3 separate regions of the Mus musculus genome follow, and regions 1 and 2 are each linked to region 3. Evidence: chromatin contacts called from public Hi-C data. All regions are on one chromosome and are shown on one strand. Each heading gives the region's core, a stretch centred on a gene start, on an enhancer-like site or on the middle of the called end of the contact. The rest is flanking DNA. Distances are from core to core; before and after follow the strand shown.

Evidence for each region. Hi-C and Micro-C count contacts between places; a contact is called where the count stands out from the background.
Region 1: a Hi-C map of cerebellar granule neurons shows a contact between it and region 3, with 1.8 times the contacts expected there. The contact joins the enhancer-like site here to the promoter of Tll1 in region 3. A contact is called at or near these places in 2 of 39 promoter capture datasets (the 3T3-L1 cell line and liver), 3 of 484 Hi-C or Micro-C datasets (brain, cerebellar granule neurons and uterus), 2 of 115 datasets of contacts at active chromatin or transcription factors (embryonic stem cells and heart atrium) and 2 of 9 other capture datasets (adipose tissue and embryonic stem cells).
Region 2: a Hi-C map of cerebellar granule neurons shows a contact between it and region 3, with 1.7 times the contacts expected there. The contact joins the enhancer-like site here to the promoter of Tll1 in region 3. A contact is called at or near these places in 1 of 39 promoter capture datasets (pre-B cells), 3 of 484 Hi-C or Micro-C datasets (brain and cerebellar granule neurons), 1 of 115 datasets of contacts at active chromatin or transcription factors (embryonic stem cells) and 3 of 9 other capture datasets (embryonic stem cells, liver and pancreatic islet).

What each region holds. Positions count from the first base shown.
Region 1 is chr8:64,317,414-64,320,307 of GRCm38.p6, forward strand. No RefSeq gene overlaps it. Among named protein-coding and RNA genes, the nearest start is that of Gm35472, 82 kb to the left of the region's middle. Within about 2 kb of position 1,273, at least 15 of the 459 cell types and tissues checked have an H3K27ac peak or open chromatin away from gene starts, as enhancers often do. A contact at or near this core is called in adipose tissue and cerebellar granule neurons, where this site is marked.
Region 2 is chr8:64,106,123-64,108,957 of GRCm38.p6, forward strand. The region is part of intron 5 of Tll1 (tolloid-like); the gene reads right to left. Among named protein-coding and RNA genes, the nearest start is that of Tll1, 98 kb to the right of the region's middle. Within about 2 kb of position 1,274, at least 3 of the 459 cell types and tissues checked have an H3K27ac peak or open chromatin away from gene starts, as enhancers often do. A contact at or near this core is called in cerebellar granule neurons, where this site is marked.
Region 3 is chr8:64,204,585-64,207,387 of GRCm38.p6, forward strand. Tll1 (tolloid-like) reads right to left here and starts at 1,424. Exons shown (of 21, transcript NM_009390.3): 1 at 631-1,424. The coding sequence starts at 799.

The sequences.
Region 1 (2,894 bases), core at 23-2,522, 110 kb after region 3:
GACCTGAGTCGAAGAAAAATCAGGCTCTACACAAAAAATATCCCAAGTGTATTCTCTTCTATTTGAGGTTTCCACATCTAATGTTCTCTTCCCTCTTTGACTCTAGCTAATGGCTTCAGTGAGAATTTGAAAAATCTACCCAGAACAGCAAGGAGAATGGAAGATAGCCAAGGCATACTGTCTAGGGCTCCCCAGTAGGAGCTGAGGACAGTATCAACTCAGCTTCTTATGCTCACAAATTTTTAAAAGTAGAGCTAAGTTGAGAGTGTAGATCTGTTTTTGCTGTGGCTGCTTCTGCCTTTGTAGTAACACTAATCTGGGTAGCATGAGTTTTAAGATGCCAGGAGGTTTGCTTCATTAGCTCTTACATTGTTAAAATATTAGAGATGTCAGTGAACAAGGAATTGTGTTTGTAAAGCACAAGAAACATTTCTTTTATTTTTTTCTCAACTTCCATTTCTGAATATCCATCCTTTTGACATCTTTAATTTCTGGAACATTTTTTTTTCTTTCTGCAAACCTTAGAAGTCAAAGATAATACTAAAATCTTCAAGCTGGGCATCTGCCAGCAGATTCTTCTGGCAGGGATGCTCTGCCTCCTGTGCTGTTTATGAAGTGTCATCATGGCCAGGAGATGTTACCCACTGTAGAGGGCACAGAGAATATATTGTCATTATACTACTCCTTATTCCAGTTGTACAAATAACAACAAGGAAGAATTTATTTGGCATATTGGCATTGGCATTGTTTAGGAGGAAAACACATACCCTCTTCTGAAAATGTATAACTTTAAAATTAATACTGTAAATATATAAAAATACAGGGTAATCAACTTCTATAGGGTTAATTCTACTCAGAGATCTTTATAGATAGTACATGAAATTCACATAAATTATTTTTCTTAAAAAATGACTTCTGTTTTAAATTCAGATGCAATATGTGCCTTTGCCTCATTTGTTGCTTGCTAATGGAAGATGCCCAATAAATATTTGTTGATGACAAGAATCATTTTTAGTGTGTTCTATGCCAAAGAAATTCCAAAGAAGAATGGCTATTTCCCAAGGCCTTGTATATCTGGGCTTCACTTTTAAATAAGCAGTGGTTAACTTTATTGAGGGGACTAGACAGAGGTCACTGGAGGAGTCAGCCAGAATTTGGAAGTGGAATACTGTTGGCTCCTAGCCCTGTTTCGAGTAACTACCCCACCCTATTGTTCCCAGGAGAACAAATGTACACTTGAGTGCCGAGCAGGTGGCACAGGCTGCAGCAATAAACAGCTCCTTTCCTACAGAGGAGCAGTGGACCAACTTTATGGATCCATGAGCTTTCCTGTGGGGAAGCCATTATGTCCAGCTAAAACGGTAACTGAAAACATCCCTCTGTAGCAGCTTCTTAGAAACTGTACTCCTGTTCAGGCTGGAGAGTCTCAACACTTAACTCTCCTCATCTCTTCAGCTGTGCTCACACAAAACCCGCTTCGGAGCAGCTAAAAATCACTCAGTGTGTCTGTGTGCCCTGACAAATATCTGTGGCTTTAATCTGCCTACAAATTAATGCTGGGAAGAGGAAGCCGTTGGGGTTCAATGGGAGAATTTCCCTGTTTTTCCTGTGTTTACTTCCTTTTCTTTCCCTAACGAACTCAACGGCTCTGGAATTCCAAGCCATTAATTGGAATTAAGACACAGCTCATTATCTGGAGCCAAAAGGTTATAATCAAGCCCCTCATACAATCAACCAATATCCTTTTGTTTACTGGAAACTCGACAGGAAAACACTACGTTGTACCTAAATGACTTGTAAAGTTATTTTCATAAAATGCTCGGTGAATTTTCCTAATTAATCAGAAGTCTTTGGCACAAAGAGTCAAACATTTGAGATCTGACACACAGGCTGGCAGCAAGTTTGTCAGCAGAAATTGTCTTTTGTGCAGGCCATGTGCTACCTGGCACGAAAGGGCCCTAGTAAATCTTGATGGCAATTACAACACAATAGTTAATTAGCCTTTTCTTTGTCCTTAAGAACTTCTTTAGAGCCTTTCACATTAACAAATTGGAAAACTAGATTCTCTACTTTGGTCTGCACATACACACACACTCAAAAAAAAAAAAAAAAAAAAAAGACACCGAGTTTTTCCTTGTTTTCCAAAGGATATCCCTTATGCTGACAGGATTCCATGGCGTGAGCCCCACCGTACCAAGCCAAAGACCCAAGCTGGCCAAAGAAAACGCTGACCCTACTGGATTTGAGAGGGTCAAGGAGTTTAATGGTGAATGGAGAGGGACCATGAAGACTGAAGTTAATCTTTTATTTATGCTAAACATTGATAATCAGAGAGTAATAGAAGCCACAAAAGCCAGGAAGCTAAAAAGAAAAATTAACAGAAAGAAAAAAGTTAGGCCATTATTTGTTTGCTTTGACAGCTATTACTGTGAATTTGATGGAAATTCTGCTTTTTAAAGAAGCATTTTTCATCAAAATAAGTGCATATATTTTACGATGATCTATATTTAAATGAAAACAGTATTGAATATCTCAAACTACAACATAGTAAATTAAGAATCCTGAATTTACACCATATTTTTAATTAGAGGTTAAATGGATTCCTTAAGTGGGCTGCATTGAGACTACCTTAGAAATAGTTTACAATTTACTTCTGCTAAAAGCACTTTGGTTAAAGAACATGGCCAGAGTAATTTAAAAATGGCTTTCCAATGAAAAGAGCCACTTGTCGGGCATTTTCAGTGAGGGCAGAGCTAAAGGAAAACATTTAAGCATGTTATGAAATATTCAGGTTGGGTGAGAAATAATTTCCTGGCAGAATTTATTCATTGGAATAAGTCACCCAAGCTAAGTTTTAAAGTCATTTCTTCTGATGGTGGGAGTGTCTTCAAAAA
Region 2 (2,835 bases), core at 24-2,523, 99 kb before region 3:
TCTCCCTATATCTATTCAATACAGTACTCGAAGTGTTAGCTAGAACAATAAGACAACAAAAAGAGTTAAAGGGGATACAAATTGGTAAAGAAAAAATAATGGTATCAATATTGGCAGATGATATGATAGTATACATAAGCGACCCCAAAAATTCTACCAGAAAATTTCTCCAGTTGATGAACAACTTCAACAAGTTGGCTGGTTATAAAATTAATTCAAATAAATCAGTATCCTTCCTTTATACAAAGGATAAACAGGCTGAGAAAGAAATTAGGGAAATAATTCCCTTCACAATCGCCACAAATAATATAAAATATCTTGATCTTTGACAAAGATGCCAAAAATATACAATGGGGAAAAGAAAGCATCTTCAATAAATGGTGCTGGTCTAACTGGCTGTCTGTATGTAGAAGAATTAAAATAGAGCCATATTTGTCACCTTGCACTAAGTTCAAGTCCAAGTGGATCAAGGACCTCAACATAAAACCAGATACACTGAATCTAATAGAAGAGAAAGTGGCAAAGAGTCTTGAACTTATTTACTAAATTCTTTAGCTATTTTCTATTTTTAAAATGTCTCAGGACATAGAAGTTCAAGTGTCCCATTACACTATAAGCTACATGAGGGCAAGGGGCTCTCCCTCTTCTATTCACTGCTAGCACAAGCATCCAGGGCAATGTATTCAAGACAGACACTACATATTGAAGAGCTTACTTAAATATCTAGCCAACTTCCTTAGCTTTTCTACATCCATGAGGAGTATTTCAGTGTATATCCCCCAAGTTTCACTCTCAGTAAAGATAACAAATAAATAAACCACCTCCCTATACACTGATTAGCTCATCTTGGGGAAAATCATTTTCCTTCAGCTTTCTCAGTTCAAGTACAACCAGTAATCCTGAAGCCTCCCTTTTCCCCCAGCAGTCAGTCCTGCTGGCTATACCTTTAAGCTATGCCCAGAATCCTTCTCATGGACTGCAATGTGAGTACCCTTTTCTAAGGGCCTATCATTTGACGTGTGGAGTGCTGGATGGTTCACTAAATTTTTCTCCATTTCTTTCTTACCTCACTATCACAGTGTGTGCCATTATTCAGCAACTCTGTGGTAAATTGTGTCAATGCTCAAAACTACTCATTTCCCATCTCTGGCTGATGATTACGAGTGTCTGTTTCACTAATGCTGGGTTTGGTTAAACAGCTTGCTCTGGACAATAGCACAGAAGCCAAACTGTCATCTCTAGGGAAAACATTGAAGACTCAACACATGGCTGACCATGTGGTCGCCATTTGGTCTGCTGTAAGAAGAGCTGTGTCCAGAATGAGGCATCTTCATGATACTGCACATAGGACTTAGATAGTCATATGTTAGTAAAAAGCATTTGTTGCTCTAAGGTATAGAGGCATGTTAGATTTAATGGCATAGATTCATGGAGCTGACAAAATCTGGCTGTCTGAAATCTTAAATTATCTTCATTACTATCTATAAATATTAGCACATATAGCTCATCTCTCACTACTATCCACAAATATTAGCAGTTATACCTCATTTCTCACTACTATCCATAAATATTAGCACATATAGCTCATCTCTCACCATTATCCACAAATATTAGGACATATAGCTAATCCCTCACCATTAGCCATGTTGTCATTGCCATGTTATCACTGCCCCCTCTTTTACCTTGAACATGAAGTAAACTCATGCCTCACTATCTTTTTGTCTATCACAGCAGAAAGTCCAACCTCTGAAATATTCACGTGGCTCTCTTCCATCCCCCTTTCAAGTCTCCCCACAAATTTGACCTTTAATCTTCTCAGCTTAGTTTCATTTTCTCTAAGAAAGTGTTGTGTTATTTTTCTGATTCTTGTCTGTATTTTATAGAATGTAAGCGTTTTAGGAGACAGGACCCCAACCTGCTCACTACCCCAGCTCTAGCTCACAGAATAGAGCCTCACAGATGTCACAGCCTCCATAAACCCTACATGAGAAATTAGGTCCTATAAGTCAGAAATGAGATGAGATGCCAGTGGCAAAACAGGTACAGCAAGGGACAAGGGGCTCTTTCTGATCTTTGCTCCTCAACCTGGCTCTCTAGTTTTTCCTTTGCATGAGGTTAAGAATTTATTTTAAAACCTCCCAATAAATTACTTTTTATTAAATTAACTTGTCTCTATTGTTTGCATACAATAATCTTGGCTAGCAACATCTTTTAAATGAAATTCTCTTGCAGAAAGAAAACACCTTCTGTTCAATGTTATAGTCCCTCCCAACTAGTATGAATGTGTCATAAAATGGTGTACACATGAAATAAATATATGATAATCTCATGGGTATCTTATTTCAAACAGACTAAATCCAAATACTGAAGCAAAACCTAAAAAAAAAAAAAGTTAAATAAATTAAATTGGTAGGTTTATTGAAAATAAAACATTAAAAAGTATTAGAAAAATGTTGCTGAAGAGGCTAATAATACAATAGAGATAAAGAACATTAGACTAAAGTTAACAAATTTAATGACATAAATATCTCATAAAAAATCAAAGAATTTTCACTAAAATATATCACATTTTATTGATAGTTTTCTTATAGTAAGTACTACTATTGTTACTACTATTGTTCTTATAGTAATTGCTACTATTACAGCTATTCATTGAAAACATTACTTTTTCATCATAATTTCTTTAAATAGGGAGGAAAATTAAAGTATAAATCCTATTGAAAAAGATAACATATATTCACTTTTTTTTATAAAAACATACATTCTGGTAAACATTAGTGAATAGTTATAACATAAAACCATGAGACTCACTGCACCTAAATGACAAAATAATCT
Region 3 (2,803 bases), core at 174-2,673:
TTGAATGGGGTAGCAACTTGGTATAAATATTATTAGATTTAGTTTTAAATGGGAGAAAAATAACTGGGATCTTATCTACAACTGAGTTCTTTTAAGGTTGTCACAACACCCTTCTGGTCTGGAACTCACACTTAAACTCTTGGTAAAACAAGGAGTGTCCAGAGGCAGAGATGCCATCTCCACCCACCTTTTGGAAAACTCTGCCTACTCGGATATGAACAAACTCTGGGAAACCTCGTCCTGGAACAGCGGAGGTCTTGTCCCTTCCTGGTGCATTGAACCCGCTGCGTGCTGGCATTTAAAACCCACAGAAGCCAGCTGTGTTTATGACTTGTTTAATTTCACAGGGGATGGGGGAGGGATCAGAAACTACAGGACGGGACGTTTGCCTTAAGCGATGGGGGACCAGTGCTTGGCATCTGATCCTACTAGCACAGAACTCCAGGGAACTTGGGCCGCCGCGCAGGGTGGAGAGCCGGGAGGAAAAAGGAGAGGGAGAGAGGAGGGGCAACGATGGAGGGGCTGAGCAGGAGAGAAGGAAACAGGTGAGCTCTCATTGCCTCTTGAAGGAGATTCCAACGTCTTGGTCCCCAGCAGCGCACCACAGTCCCAACTTAGACAGGCACTTACCAGCTTTGCACGGGTCCTTGTAATCTATAGGCTCCGTTTTGTCCTCTTCGTTCCCATCAAAAGTGTAATCATAATCGAGGCCAGCGCAGACCCACAGCACCCGGGAGAAAACAATACCCGAGACCACCAACCACAGGAGCATCCTCGGGGAGAGCGCTTGCAAACCCATCCTCCTCCCCTAGAGGAAAAGGAGGGGACCAGACCCGGAGGGCCGCGTGGATATGCGGGGCTCTAGGGACAGTGTTCTTATCCCGACTGGGAAGCTCCTCGGAAAGACCTGAATGTTCAGGTGTCCGGAGACATGCGGATGTCTTCAGGACGCTAGAGAGGGCAAATGTCTCCCTGTCTCCCCCGGATGCTGGGGAACTTGGCCGGGGGCCCGCGGGTGGGCGGAAGGCAGGTGAGGAGCTCGGCGCAGGGCAGCCGCAGCCAACCCGGCTCGGTCTAGGTCGTCCTTCCAGCGGTCGAACTTCCCGCGATCACGACCGGCCGCGGCGAGAGGCGCACGGCGGGCTCAGCTGCCACCGGAGCTCCGGCTCCCGCGCCGCGCCCCCGCCGCTGTCAGGACCCCGCGGCCGAGAGCGAGCTGCAGCCGCCTGCGCCCGCCGCTGCCACCGCCGCTGCTCGGGGAAGATGAATCCGGTCTGCACATCAGCACATCTGAACTGAAAGGGGAGACCGAGGAAGGGGGTGGGGGATAGGCATTTCTACGCCGCCAGACCTTAAAAGCCTGCCGAAGCTAGGGAAGCTCCCGACTGCCCGGAGAGCAAAGGGGTGTGAGGATTTGGAGTGCCTCTTTCCCCCCCTCTAGGCTGTCTTTTTACCCTCTTCCTAACTTGAAAAAAAAAAAAATCTTCGCAGCATCTAACCCAATCACTCGCATCCTGCTTACTTATTCATACAATCAGGGTCAGGATCCGGGCCACAGCCTCCTCTCTGACTTCGTTTGATAGCCTTATACAAACAAACAGACACGAGCGCGCTGACATTTCCATTTCTATTTTACTAAAGATAAAAAACCGAATGCATTCCGCATTTGCGTCCACGAACAGCAATTAATAGATGAGGTACGTGTCAGTGCAGAGCGCCAGACCGGGGGTGGCGCGAGGGATCGTGACAACTTCGCTGCAAATCTCTCTATCTTGCCCCCACCCCACCCCCAGATAAATAGGCGATGTGTGTTTCTTTCCCTTGCTGCTGTTTAACCTTCCTACCTCAAGAGTGGAAGGAAAAGTATCTGACCTTTCTCTGTTTGGGTAAGAAAACAGGCATCTGTGCAAAGGCAGTCTCCTAACCAACAAAGTTTTACTAAGAACTAGAGAAATTAATTTTTTTTAAAAAAAATCGAGTTCCAGATCGCACCAGCAGGAAACGCTAAGCCCTCGCTGATGGGCTGGAGCTAGGGCTCACGTGGGCGCAGGAAGGGAAGTTGGAATACTCGCCTCGCAAATTTTCTGACAGTTCTGGCGCCCATGCCCAGCGCCTCCTAGTACCCTTCGGCTTCACTTGTTTGATTTCCTCCCTAGGACAGGGTGTAAGAGCCGGCAGCTGGATCAGAGAGGTAAACCACTCCTCAGCCTAGCAGACTCAAGACAAACACAGGTTGTGGGAAATTGGGGAAGGGAAAAAAAAATCAGAGGAAATCTCTGCAAAAAAGCCCCTGGTGTGAGCAATTCCGAGGTTTCCCCACATCTGTAAGTAGTTTCCAAAATAGGTGAGACGACTTCCCCCACCCCCAAGCTTCCGGGAGCCCAGAGAGCTGAGAGCTTTCCTTTTCTAACAATATCTTTTACTGTCACTTTAGCAGGGACTGTCTTCTGGTGCCTTTGTATCTTTATTAGAGGAACCCATCTCTATTCCAAGTAGCCATTTAGGCAAAAGTAAGGAGCCAGGGAGCCATGAATATCGGAATCCTCTGTCTGTCTGTCTGTCTGTCTGTCTGTCTGTCTGTCTGTCTTTGCCTATCTGTCTCTCTTAGGATAGGAAAAAACCACCTTTGGCTTGGAGATGCGACTACTCTATACTTGCTGCAGAAAAGCAAGCAGATAATCTGGACAACATACTGTTTTCTACTTGAAGGAAAAGGGTAGGAGGTAGACTGGAGGTGATTGTTTCTCGCTTGGCAAAGTTGGAGTTTCTTGATGACCACTACAATGATGACCTCTGCCTGTAG